Regions from separate parts of the Mus musculus genome. Here region 2 is linked to region 1. A link is a contact called in public promoter capture Hi-C data. All regions are on one chromosome and are shown on one strand. The core of a region is the stretch at or near the end of the contact, and the rest is flanking DNA. Distances in the headings are between cores, read along the strand shown.

Region 1 (6,524 bases), core at 511-3,010:
GCCAAATTCAGTGTGACAAACTGCATCCATTTGGGTACAGACCACTGCTCAGGATCTTTGGGAACTGTCTATCTGAAATATAGAAATACATCTAAGTGATGTATTTCCTTCATCTAGGGGATTTAAATAACTCTTTCAGTGCTATGTAATGATCACAGTACATTAAATGAGAGAGAAAAACTGTGATCATACAAAAGATAATTACAAAAATCAGTACTATAATGCCTTAAGAAATTTTTAGATGGTATGTTAACAACGGAGTTAAGTAAGTCAAGACACCAGTACTTGGTCAGCACTAATATATATATTTAAAAGAGGATGATTTTCTTTTTATTTCATGGATGTTTTAAAAAAGGTGAGTTATGTCAATCAAACATATTTGGTTAAGGTATCAAACTGGATGTACTCAAAGTACAAAGCTGAACCTGCTGTTTAAAGTTGGGGTTCACCCCAGCAATAAAAACCCTAAGAACAAAGAACAAAATCCAAAGTACAGAGCAAAGTTGAGGGAAGAAAACCAAACAGAAGGACCTCCAAAATGAATCATTCTCTGCCTTGATAGGAAATGAAGGACAAATTGGGGGGAGGACCACCAGAGAGAATAGCTGTTAAGTTCTACATAGAACAAGGTGTTTAATTGTACTTATGTGGGAAAAGGTCTTATTCATTTATACAGATTATTTACAGCTTATCTTGGATAGCATGCTTTCACTGTGTAAGATGCTTCAGTGTATACCACTCGTGGCTCATACATTCCTAACAGTACAGGCTGTAAACCACGGGCCCATGGGAAGAGGTGGAGTGCAGTGACTCAGTCAGATGACTGGGCGTGAAAGCCATGGGAAACAGGAAGAATAAGAAGGTTTCTGTACCGTTACCTGAAGTCTGGCCAGAATGCTTGCCTTCTTAGAGTTTGACGAGTAACTTCTTGAACAGGAAACACTGCAGAAACGTTTCGTTTTAGAGTAAAAAGCATCTCGCACACCGACCATCCCACACATCTCACAGGTAGCTAATCAATAAGAGAAAAGCATCGGCATCAATGTTATATAATAACATCAAAGTCTCTGCCTGTTTAATGGGATTTATCTAAAACTATGCAATGAATTATTTTTTCCCATCTCTTACACAAATGATAGAGAAAAGTTACAGCCAGGACTTGATGCTGCTGTGGTGGTGGTGGCCCCGAAGTCCAGTAATTCCCTGAAGGCCTAGAGGCTTTAAAACGGTTGAGAGTATGCTGATGCATGTCCCCGAGAGTGAGTGTGTGTACCTGTGTGTGTGTGTGTGTGTGTATCTGTGTGTGTGTGTATCTGTGTGTGTGTGTGTATCTGTGTGTGTGTGTATCTCTGTGTGTGTGTGTGTACCTGTGTGTGTGTGTGTGTGTATACAGAGACAGACCCTGTTTTCAACTAAGATTTTTTCCTAATGCTTATCATGTGATAGCAGGCATTTTCATACATATTGATACATATATTTGTTATGTGTTTTGAATTTTAGCTTTTAAATAGGTTATGAGGAAGAGGACTGCAATGTAGTTGAGGATTAACAAAATGATAGCAAAAGCCTTTGAAACACTGCAAAAAAAAAAGGACAAGTATTTAGAAAAACTAAGAGGATCCTGTCAAATTATGTTCAGAGGATGTAGAAGGATGGGGCAAGCTTCAATTTTGAGGTAGAAGTCGACTAGTAACTAGTTGGGCAAGAGACAGCTAAGTTTCTGGTGGGTATTACATAATGCTTAATAGTTTAAAAGGCAGAATTACATAAACAAATGTCACAAGAACCGAAATCCAAGAATGACAGACAGAGCTGGGTCTGTCTGTGCAGCCAGGCTGAGGCATAAGGGCTGAGAGGTTGAAGGTATACCTCAGCTGCAGAGTGAATTCAAGGCCAGTGTGGTTAACTGTAAAATCCTGTCTCGCTAAAAAGTGGGCTGGGACACAGTTTAGTGGCAGGAAAGTAGCATTCATGAGGCTCTAGGTTTAATCCTTATTATGACCTAAGGGAAGCTGGGGAAGAAACCCAACAGGTTAATAGGTTAATGTCTCACCCAAATGGTTAGGCTAAAGCCACCTGTAGCATAATGGTACTTACGAATACATGAAAAATGGAAATAAGACAGAATACCCAAAATCTAAGGCTTTGTGTCCAGCAGAGAAAAAACGGAATAGTTCCTCGTACACATTCTAGATCATTAAGAGATCGCTAATTATCTTTATTTTAAAAAAGGCTATCATAGTGGTGCACAGTTTTAATCCTAGCACTTGGGAGACAAAAGCGGGCCTGGTCTCCACAGTGAGATTCTTTCTCCAACAAAACAAAATGAGTCAAGTGGACAATGAATCCTTGACAAGAATTATACAACGTCAAACTGCACTGCTCCTTTGTGATATGATTTTCCACACTGGTGTGACATCACCAAACCACAGCAACAACATGTAGCAATAGAAACTAATTTTTTGTTGTTGTTGTTTTAAGACAGGCTCTCACTATGTAGCCCTGGTTGGTCCGGAATTCAGGTATTCACTATGTAGAATGGCCTTGAACTTACAGAGCTCTGCCTGCCTCTGTTTCCCAAGCACTGGGATTAAAGGTGTCCACCAGCATGCTAAGGTCAATATTTCTGACATAAGTTTTCAAATAGTTTTGTTAGCCATGACCAAGAAATATCAGTTGAAGTAGTATACACCTAGGAAATTCTTCTTTTCTGGTTTGTGGTGCTAGGTAACACAGTATCTTTCCACGAAAGAAAGAGCCCTACTGCTGTGCTGCATATCTATCTTTCCTTTCATACGTGTTTTTTTTTTTTTTTTTTTTTTTTTTTTTGAGACATAGTTTATCTCTATGAAATCTTGCCTGTCGTGGAACTTGCTATGTAGACCAGGGTAGCCTTGAACCCGGATAGATCCTTTTACCTGTCTCCAGAGTGCTGAGATCAAAGGAGTGCCCCATAATGCTTGGTCCTATGATCATTTTAATTAATTGGGTTATCCTTTGTTTTGTTCCCCAGACAAGGTCTCATTATATAGCCCAGGCTGGCCTCAAACTCTCAATTGCTGTTGGGATTAGTGGATGCACTACCACATTGATTCTAGTGGGCTTTGATAAATGAAGTTCTGTGACAGTGTATACACAGCAGGCTAGACTCATGTGCACTGCTTGTGTGTATGGAAGCAAGGGGTCAACTTCAGCTGTGGTTCCTTAGGTGCCATCCTTGTTTTCTTGAAACAGTCTGGTTCAAAGCTTGCCAAGCAGGTTAGGTTTCCAACGAGCTCCATGGATTTCCCTCCCCACCAGCCTAGGGCTAGTTGGAATTATGAGTAGACACTTGGCTTTTATATGTAACCTGGGGATCAAACACAGGTCCCCACGCTTGCATAGCAAGCACTGTACTAACTGAGTGATTATCTCAAACACTGAAGTTGATTTTTATAGGAAAAATTGTTTCTGGGAGGGCTTCCCTGCATAGTCCATACATATGCATGCTTTTTTATTTGTGGTCCCAATAACAGAACCCAGGGCCTTGCATGCTAGGGAAGCACTACTTCTTGGCCCCTAGTTTAGTCTTAAAAACAACATTACAACAGAATAAAAAACAATCAAAACAGGTTAAGTTTGGTTCAATCTAAAGCATATTTTAGTACTGAGAATTACTAAAAAAACAAGACCACTCTTTGTGTAAGATAGATAGCACCTTATTACTAGAGGTGATAACTTATGTGCCAGGCCCAGTGGGCCAAGCTGAGGCAGGAGTACTATCTCAGTTTCAGGCCAGCCTGTGATTTACAGTGCAACCTGTTATGAAAACCAACCAACCCATCCTCAAAACATTGAAACGCAATGTCCCCAACCTCTGTCTCAAATATTAGAATAAATTATCACAGAGTAAGCACTGATTGTTTTTAAAAACTGTATGAGCACTCCCACTTTCATTCAGCTCTTTAGAGATAGTCATTAACTGAATTTATTGTGTACTAATATGTTGTTTATGATTTTGTTCTACTTGTTCCCCACTGGAAGATAGGATGGCAACGACAAAGAAATGAAACACAAACTCTCTGACGTCACCTGAAACTCCTGACTTTGAGGCTCAGTCTCTTAAAACAGTCCTTTAAGAATTCTAAGGGAGGACTGCTGAGATGGCTCAGCGGTTAAGAGCAATGACTGCTCTTCTGGAGGTCGTGAGTTCAAATCCCAGCAATCACATGGTGGCTCACAACCATTCATATTGAGAAACAAACAAACCTATGGGCCAGAGCAAGCATGGTGCCATTGTTTATAATCTCAGCACTTCGGAGACAAAGACAGGACGATTCTAAGTTCTAGACAAGTCTGAGCTATAGCAACACACTATCTCAAAATAAAATAAAATGAAACAGAACTTAGCAAAAGGTCCAATGAAAACACAAGCTCAAAGGTAAAGTCACACAACAGGTCAAAGTGCAGACACTCACCCATGCCAGATTTACCATCTGGGTATGTGTAGACTTGTCCATTATTCTTGATGATTGGGAGATTGGAAGGTAAAGGAGCAACTTCTTCTTCACTCTCCTCAGAGCTGGAGCTGCTACTTGTGTCCTCACTGCAGCTATCATAGCCGTCAAACATCCCGAACCAGTCTGCTTTTTCTTTTGGATTGTGAAGAATGTTCTGTCTTCGTAGAAGAAACCAGTGACATGACACAATGCACATACACATCCCCTTTACAAGCCCTTAACACAAATTCAGCTAAGTCAGATTTGACAAGTGAAAACCTAGTACTGAGCACTGATACTTGTGTTGTTGTTTATTGGGAAAGGGTCTGTTTCTGCTTGGGCTGGCCTCAAACTCAGGTGATCCTCCCACTCAGCCTCCCAAACTGCTGCGATAATAGGCTGCAGGCTTAGCAGACAACATCTGTATCCTTTTCAAATATTCCAAATTTCTTAAAAAAAAAAAAAAGTGTATGGGTGTTTTGCCTGCATGAATGTGTGCCTGGTATTCATAAAGGTCAGAAGAGGCCACTGGATCCTCTGGAACTGGAGTTATAGACAGTTGTGAACTGCCACGTGGGTGATGGATACTGAACCTGTGTCCCCTGGAAGAACATCAACCACGGAGCAATCTTCCCAGCACTCTTTCTTATTTTGAGGCAGGTTTGCCTAACGCTGGCCTTAAGCCTTCTGAGAGCTGAGTGACTGAGAATACATAGATGTGTCCTACTGTGCCCAACTTGGTTGCTCAGATCACACAATGGAAATATTATACCCTAAAGAATATTTGACTTAGGACACTTGGAAGATTTTGCATGCACTAATAATGTTGCCACAACTCCTAACCCCAAAGAACACTTCTATTGCTCTGAGTAACTTTTGGGTAGTTTTATAATTACATCTATCTTCAAAGAGTCAAGATTTGATACTATTGGAATATTAAAAAAAATAATGAAATTCTAAAGGCAATTCCAAAAGAAAAGTTTTTCTATTTTACACTTATGGGGTAGGTGGTAATGAATGAATCACTTGATAGCGTGGCGACATGAACACAGAATTTTGATCAACCTGACTTTACCTGAGAACTTGAGTTTTTTCTTTTAGTTACCCAATAACTACTTATCAAACTGTATACCTCCACCATAACTGAGGGCACAGGCAGAACAGTGTACATAGCAGGCACAGTTCTTAATGGAGCAGTTATGTGGCAACAGAATAAGATGGGGCTGGCAGCATACTCAATGGTGACACCCTCCTCAGGGAAGTACTACATATCACTATTCTGGAGACAAAGCATTCCTCTTGGAATTAAGCTTGTTAAGACAAAGGATATTTTAAAGGCAAGGTGAAATGCCATCTTTTAGGGAAACTCCTTAACTTAAGAAGCAAGCAACTCAAAGCCTGCCGAAGTCCCTGAAACTGACCAGGTACATGAGACGCCTCCTCCCCAAGCTAAGGACTGCTGAGAGACAGTGTCTGCAAGAGCAGAAACCATCTGAGCAGCGACCATACGGAAGCAGTATGCTTCAGGCTTTCAGCTTGAGCTGTCACAAAATGTGGGGATGGGCTTTGGAGATAGAGCTGTCATTTCTGCTCCTTTTAAGTAACCCTTTACCTACGGCCCTGAAAGTAACCCTAATCAAACCCACTGACTCACCACATTGGAATTGGGTGGTATCCTTACTTTGGTTTGTCATTAGTTATCTAAGTGAGGTGAGTAGACTTTTGTTCTTGTCTCCCTAGGAATGGTGTTACACATATGAGGTAATGAGACCCCGAGAATACAAAGGGTGACCCTTAGCCGGGTGGTGGTGGCACACGCCTTTAATCCCAGCACTTGGGTAGGCAGAGGCAGGTGGATTTCTGAGTTTGAAGCCAGCCTGGTCTACAAAAAGAGTTCCAGGACAGCCAGGGATACACAGAGAAACCCTGTCTCAAAAAACCAAAAAAAAAAAAACCAAAAAAAAAAAAAAAAAAAAAAAACCAAAAAAAACCAAAAAAAAAAAAACAAAAAACAAAAAACAAACCAACCCCCCTCCACCCCCCCAA
Region 2 (5,728 bases), core at 3,184-5,683, 190 kb before region 1:
TTTTGAGACAGGGTTTCTCTGTATAGCCCTGGCTGTCCTGGAACTCACTTTGTAGACCAGGCTGGCCTTAAATCCGCCTGCCTCTGCCTCCTGAGTGCTGGGATAAAAGGCATGGCCACCACGCCCGGCTTACACTCCTCCCCCACACCCCCTTTTCAGTACTGGAAGGTTAAGGTGAGAAGAATGTTAACTCTATAGAATGTAACTCTATAGAATGTTAACTCTATAGAATGTAACTCTATAGAATGCTAACTCTATAGAATGCTAACTCTATAGAATGTTAACTCTATAGAATGTAACTCTATAGAATATAACTTATAGAATGTAACTCTATAGAATGTTAACTCTATAGAATGTTAACTCTATAGAATGTTAACTCTCTATAGAATGCAACTCTATAGAATGCTAACTCTATAGAATGCTAACTAACTCTATAGAATGTTAACTAACTCTATAGAATGCTAACTCTATAGAATGCTAACTCTATAGAATGTTAACTCTATAGAATGTTAACTCTATAGAATATTAACTCTATAGAATGTTAACTCTATAGAATGTAACTCTATAGAATGTAACTCTATATAGAATGTAACTCTATAGAATGTAACTCTATAGAATGTTAATCTATAGAATGTTAACTCTATAGAATGCTAACTCTAGGCTAATGTGGGCTATAGAATGAGACTCTCAAACAAAACAAAATTTTTCTTAAATGAAATAGACAAATTATTTTTAATTTTTAGAAAATTAGGGCAGAGCTGGAGAGATGGCCCAGAGGTTAAGAGCACTGGCTGCTCTTCCAGAGGACCTGGGCTATATTTCTAGCACCCATATAGCAGCTCACACAACTCTCTGTAACTCCAGTCCTAGGGGAATCCAACACTCTTACACAGACATGCATGCAGGCAGAATATCAATCAATGCTTATAAATAAAAATAAATAAAATTTTAAAAAAGGGATAAGGCTGTGTGTGACAGCATGTACTTTTAATGTCTCCACTCAGGAGGCAGAAACAAGTGAATCTCTGTGAGTTTAAGGCCAGCCTTAACACAACAAGTTCCAGGCTATCCAGGGCTACAAATCTTTAAAATCAAACAAATATGCTGAGCATGGTAGTGCAGACGTTTAAACCCAGCACTTGAGAGGCAGAGGCAAGTGGACTTCTGTGAATCTGAGGCCAGCATATTCTACAGAGTGAGTTCCAGGACAGCCAGAGCTACATAGAGAAACCCTGTCTCAAAACAAATAAAAAAGGGATAAAAAATGATCCTTGTCAAATGTTTTCTAATTAAACATATGAAAAAGTTGCTGTATTATACTACATAAAGGCATCAGAGAGCTGGGGAGATAGCTCAATAGATAAAGTGCTTGTTGGGCAAGGATAAAGAACTGAGCTTAGACTCCCAGAATCTATGTAAAACAGGGGATAGTAGCTTGCATCTGTTATCCCAGTTCTCCCAGGAGACGGAAACAGGAGAATTTCTGGAAACTTGGAGGCCAGCTAGCCTGGTATACACATTAGTAAATAACGAAAGACCCTATCTAGAACAACATAAGGAGGCAACAACTAACACAAAGCTGTTCTGTCACAACACACACATCCCTTAGCAAATGCATGCCCATATTCACTTACAGGACACTTATGTACATACATCATAAGCATACATACAGAGATAATGTACATATAAAATACGGGCAGAGAAAATGCTAAACTCTTCATTGTTCATTGCAATAAACACACTTGTCCATCAGAAATACCTAATATAAATCTTTACAGAGCCATCCATATATTTACTAATATATAACAAATATTTCACTTAAAACTTTCATTCTCTTTTTATGTATCATTTCTTTCAAATGCAGTAAGCCAATCTACTTGAAAATGCTCTGCAAAGCAACATTTTGGTGTATGACATTATAAAAACTTACCAACTCCTCTGTGGAAGATTGCAAGGGTGCCATCCGCCAGGGCCACTAGTACAATTCCTTTCACATGTCTGCAAATAGGGAAAAGGATTTCAGAACCTCCACTCAGGAGTACAGGATGGACCATGTGTTACTGAGCTGGTGCAGCCCTCTCCAAGGCCAGTTTGTGATGAGGGACTAACCCAATACTTGAACATGTGGCCACTCACTCTGAGCCTCTTGTTATGGGAGCAGTCACAGAAACTAATGCACAGCATGTGTGGTTATCTCAGGATGTTGCTTTCTAGCCCAAGGTGCCTCCTTTCATCACACCTCAATGTAACTCTCCAGGCCAGACACACATCTTGACTGGAACAGAGTTAGTTCTGTATGTAGTGGCTTGTTTTTTCATGCTAATTGTGTTACCCCAAAAAACCTGCCTACAATGTCCTGCACGTAGGCTAAAGGAAGCCTGCCCCAAGTTGGCTCTGATTGGGAAATAAAGTTGCCAATGGGCAATGGCTAGGCAGGGTGAGAGGCAGGACTTTTAGGATTCTCAGGCAAGAAACAGGGGAGAGGAGAAGGGATTCCTCCATGAGAGGGGTGTAGGACGGATTCGCCATGATAGGGAAGCAGAAAGATCAAAATTAAAGGCCCACTGACATGTAAGAATACGGGAAAGTGGTCCCAGTGGTCACTCCCCAGATTGAGTCTGGGGTAGCAGAGATAAAATATAGATTTAGCAAGTATTAATTCAAGAATACTGGAGGGGAGTGTGTGCTAGCCATGGGGAGGTTTGGAAGTGCCCAACCATTGCACTAATCAAGGCATATCAAAAATATAAAGGTTGTGTGTTTGTGTGTGTGTCTTTCATTTGTGAATCCAAAGCTCTTGGGTGAGGTGGGGGGGTGGAGAGCATGCAAAGCCTGTCGGGAGCTCAGAGTGGATTAATGATTTACTGCTATACCTATAGATTTAGGAACAAACTGTTGGATTAATGATTTACTGCTATACCTATAGATTTAGGAACAAACTGTTGGAATTTTGCCTGTCAACCTATGGAAAAGGAACTAGCAAGCCAATGTTCCAATCAATGTATTCCTGAACTATAAGGAATAGTCTGAAAGAAACACAGAACTCTAAAGCGAAGATTCAATCTGGAAAGTCGTCTTCTATTTAAACATTTTGTACTCTACTTCCCTCTTTAGAACATCATTCCCATTCAGTTCCTCTAGTTCCATTAAGATGGTTGTGGTGGCCAGGCAGTGGTGGCGCACGCCTTTAATCCCAGCATTTGGGAGGCAGGGGCAGGCAGATTTCTGAGTTCAGCCTGATCTAGAGTGAGTTCCAGGACAACCAGGGCTACACAGAGAAACCCTGTCTCGAAAAAAACAAAAACCAAAACAAACAAAGATGGTTGTGGTGGTCTGAAAGAGCTGTCTCCTATAGTTATGGGTATTTGAATACTTGGTCCCCAGTTGGTGGCTTTCAGAGTTTAAAAGACTTGCATCATTGCTAGCTTCCTCTCTTTCTTTCTACCTGCAGTCCTAGATGTGAGTGTACCAGACCCTGATCCTCCAGCCTGCTTGCTGCCAGGCTTCCCTGTTATAATGGAGTTGACTTTTATCCCTCTAGATCCATAGCCCAAACAAATCATCCCTTCTGTAAGTTTTCTTGGTTGTGGTGTTTTATCAGAGCAATAGAAAAGAACTAAGGTGATGGTTGAAAACAACAAGCAAAAACTTCAAGCTTGCATACTGATTTGTCATGAGATACATAGTAGCTTTCATAGTCTTAAATCTACTTTACATCAAAATTAAAAGTTTTGGGCTGGAAAGATAGCTCAGTCATTAGAACTAGCTGCTCTTCTAGAGGTCATGAGTTCAATTTCCAGCAACCACATGGTGGCTCATAACCATTTGTAATGTCATCAAATGCCTTTAAACAAACAAACAAACAAACTTTAAAAGGAATAATTTAAAAAACAAAACTTACACAATACTGAGAATTGAGTCTTTGAGCTTAATGGAATGGAGACATTTCCTCCACTGGGCTACAGATGAGTGGACATACAAACTGCAAAGTGAAGTCAAGAATGTTAAGGCCCAGAATCATTAGTGTTTCTAGTTAAGAAATACAGGCACCCCCGAGAAAAAAAGCAGAATAACATTCAGTTTTTAGGAAAATGGCTTATTACTTTTGTATGAAAAGAGAAAGAGGAAGGATGGGAAGAGGGAGGGAGACAGAAAGACAGAGATGAGGGGAAAATGGAGGAGAGAAAATGAGTGCCTAAGACAGAAAAACAGGCTATCAACATAAACAGAAGCGCATGATTACCCAAAAGCTACAACCTCTATTAATAGTAAGCATTAGCCAATGACACCAGCTAACTCTGGGTTGCCCCATGCCTTATCTGCACAAAACCCATTTCATGAATAACCTTACGTCTCTATTACATAGAACTATTGAATGTCAGAGTGATTCACACCAGTGGCTGACTGTGGCCCGCAGGCTAAGTCAGATGCTATAGAAAACACACACATACACACGCACACTTTTTTCTTTGAGACAGGGTTTTATTTTAAGCCAGGGTATCTGTCTCACTGTGTGCTGAAATTATAGGCATGTACTACCATGTCTGACTCAGATTTTAAAATCCTATTTACCTTTCTTCCTATGAATATTACACAAAGAGAACATTCTATGACAAAGAAAAGGTTTACCATTTAAAACTAATGAAAGTCTAGTTTTGTGTGGGTATAAAAGTTTTTGTATTAACCACACTCTTTGTTTACATTAATGTTTACTACATTTCATTTATCTCTTACTTAGAATTTTTGTTTTTGTGAAGGTGTCACACATAGCCAAGGCTAACATGGAAGGTTCTGTGGCCCAAGCTGACCTTCAACTTGCAATCCTCCTGCCTCAACCTCCCACATGCTGAGATTAAAGGCCTGCATTATCATGCCTGGCTCATTTTCTGTAGAAATAAAGACTAAGGCTATGTCATGTTAGAACACTGGTACTTACCAGCCATTCTGAGCTCCAAGCCACATGGTTGGTAAAAGACTACTCATTTTCTGAGCTTCTTCTCTCGCAAGGTCTTGTTCATTTGGCAATACTGATATTTGATCTTTGTACACATCTGAGTCATTACTGAGAAAATGAGGCACAAGGGAAAAAAACCCACACTAAGTATATTCAGCTTGTTCAAGAAGTGAGCGGTTCTACATTTAACCTTACTACAATGAACGAACACCAAGACTGCAGAAAAGTCAGCATTGAATGCTCACACAGAAATGCCAGTATTAAATGCTCACGCATACGTAGTTCAGTAACTGTACCAGAAATACTAATAAACTAGGAAGTGCAAAATGGAGAAAGGGGAATAAGATATAGTAATAAACTTCATCAGTTAACATTTAAGACTTTAATAATGGCTGCCAAAAAGAAGAAAAACAAAAACTAAAACAAGACAGGAAAATTTATGGCCCTGTTACTATTTTAAAGTTTATAATAGTTCTTTTCTGGCATAGGTAGGACAAAGAAGGGAGAAATACTCTGTTTTAAAACCACTCATTCCCAGAGGAGGTGCTATTTAATTTTTAATATATAATTAATTTTATAAAATAAATTACAGTAAAATGTTTATATTCCATCATAAACCTCTTCTTTCAGATTGTCAGGGCATAGTAGGTGGATGATATAAAACTGGGTTATCAAATTCAAAACATGACTTAAATGCTAATAAATTTTTGGTTGCTCTATATACTAAGAAAAACAAACTTGGAAAGAAACCAGTTTACCAAGAGCTGTATCTAA

What was found. Capture Hi-C pulls out chosen DNA fragments and counts their contacts.
Region 2: a contact with region 1 is called in a promoter capture Hi-C map of adipose tissue. The contact joins two enhancer-like sites. A contact is called at or near these places in 1 of 39 promoter capture datasets (Sertoli cells), 6 of 484 Hi-C or Micro-C datasets (bone marrow-derived macrophages, common lymphoid progenitors, cortical neurons and 3 more) and 3 of 9 other capture datasets (adipose tissue, liver and pancreatic islet).

Annotation. Positions count from the first base shown.
Region 1 is chr11:93,903,292-93,909,815 of GRCm38.p6, reverse strand. Mbtd1 (mbt domain containing 1) reads right to left here. Exons shown (of 16, transcript NM_134012.4): 2 at 4,458-4,657; 3 at 879-1,012. The coding sequence starts at 4,611. Among named protein-coding and RNA genes, the nearest start is that of Mbtd1, 20 kb to the right of the region's middle. Within about 2 kb of position 1,760, at least 39 of the 459 cell types and tissues checked have an H3K27ac peak or open chromatin away from gene starts, as enhancers often do. A contact at or near this core is called in adipose tissue, where this site is marked.
Region 2 is chr11:94,098,361-94,104,088 of GRCm38.p6, reverse strand. Spag9 (sperm associated antigen 9) reads right to left here. Exons shown (of 29, transcript NM_027569.3): 21 at 4,937-5,062; 22 at 3,902-3,982; 23 at 1,931-1,998. Among named protein-coding and RNA genes, the nearest start is that of Gm38951, 27 kb to the right of the region's middle. Within about 2 kb of position 4,433, at least 9 of the 459 cell types and tissues checked have an H3K27ac peak or open chromatin away from gene starts, as enhancers often do. A contact at or near this core is called in adipose tissue, where this site is marked.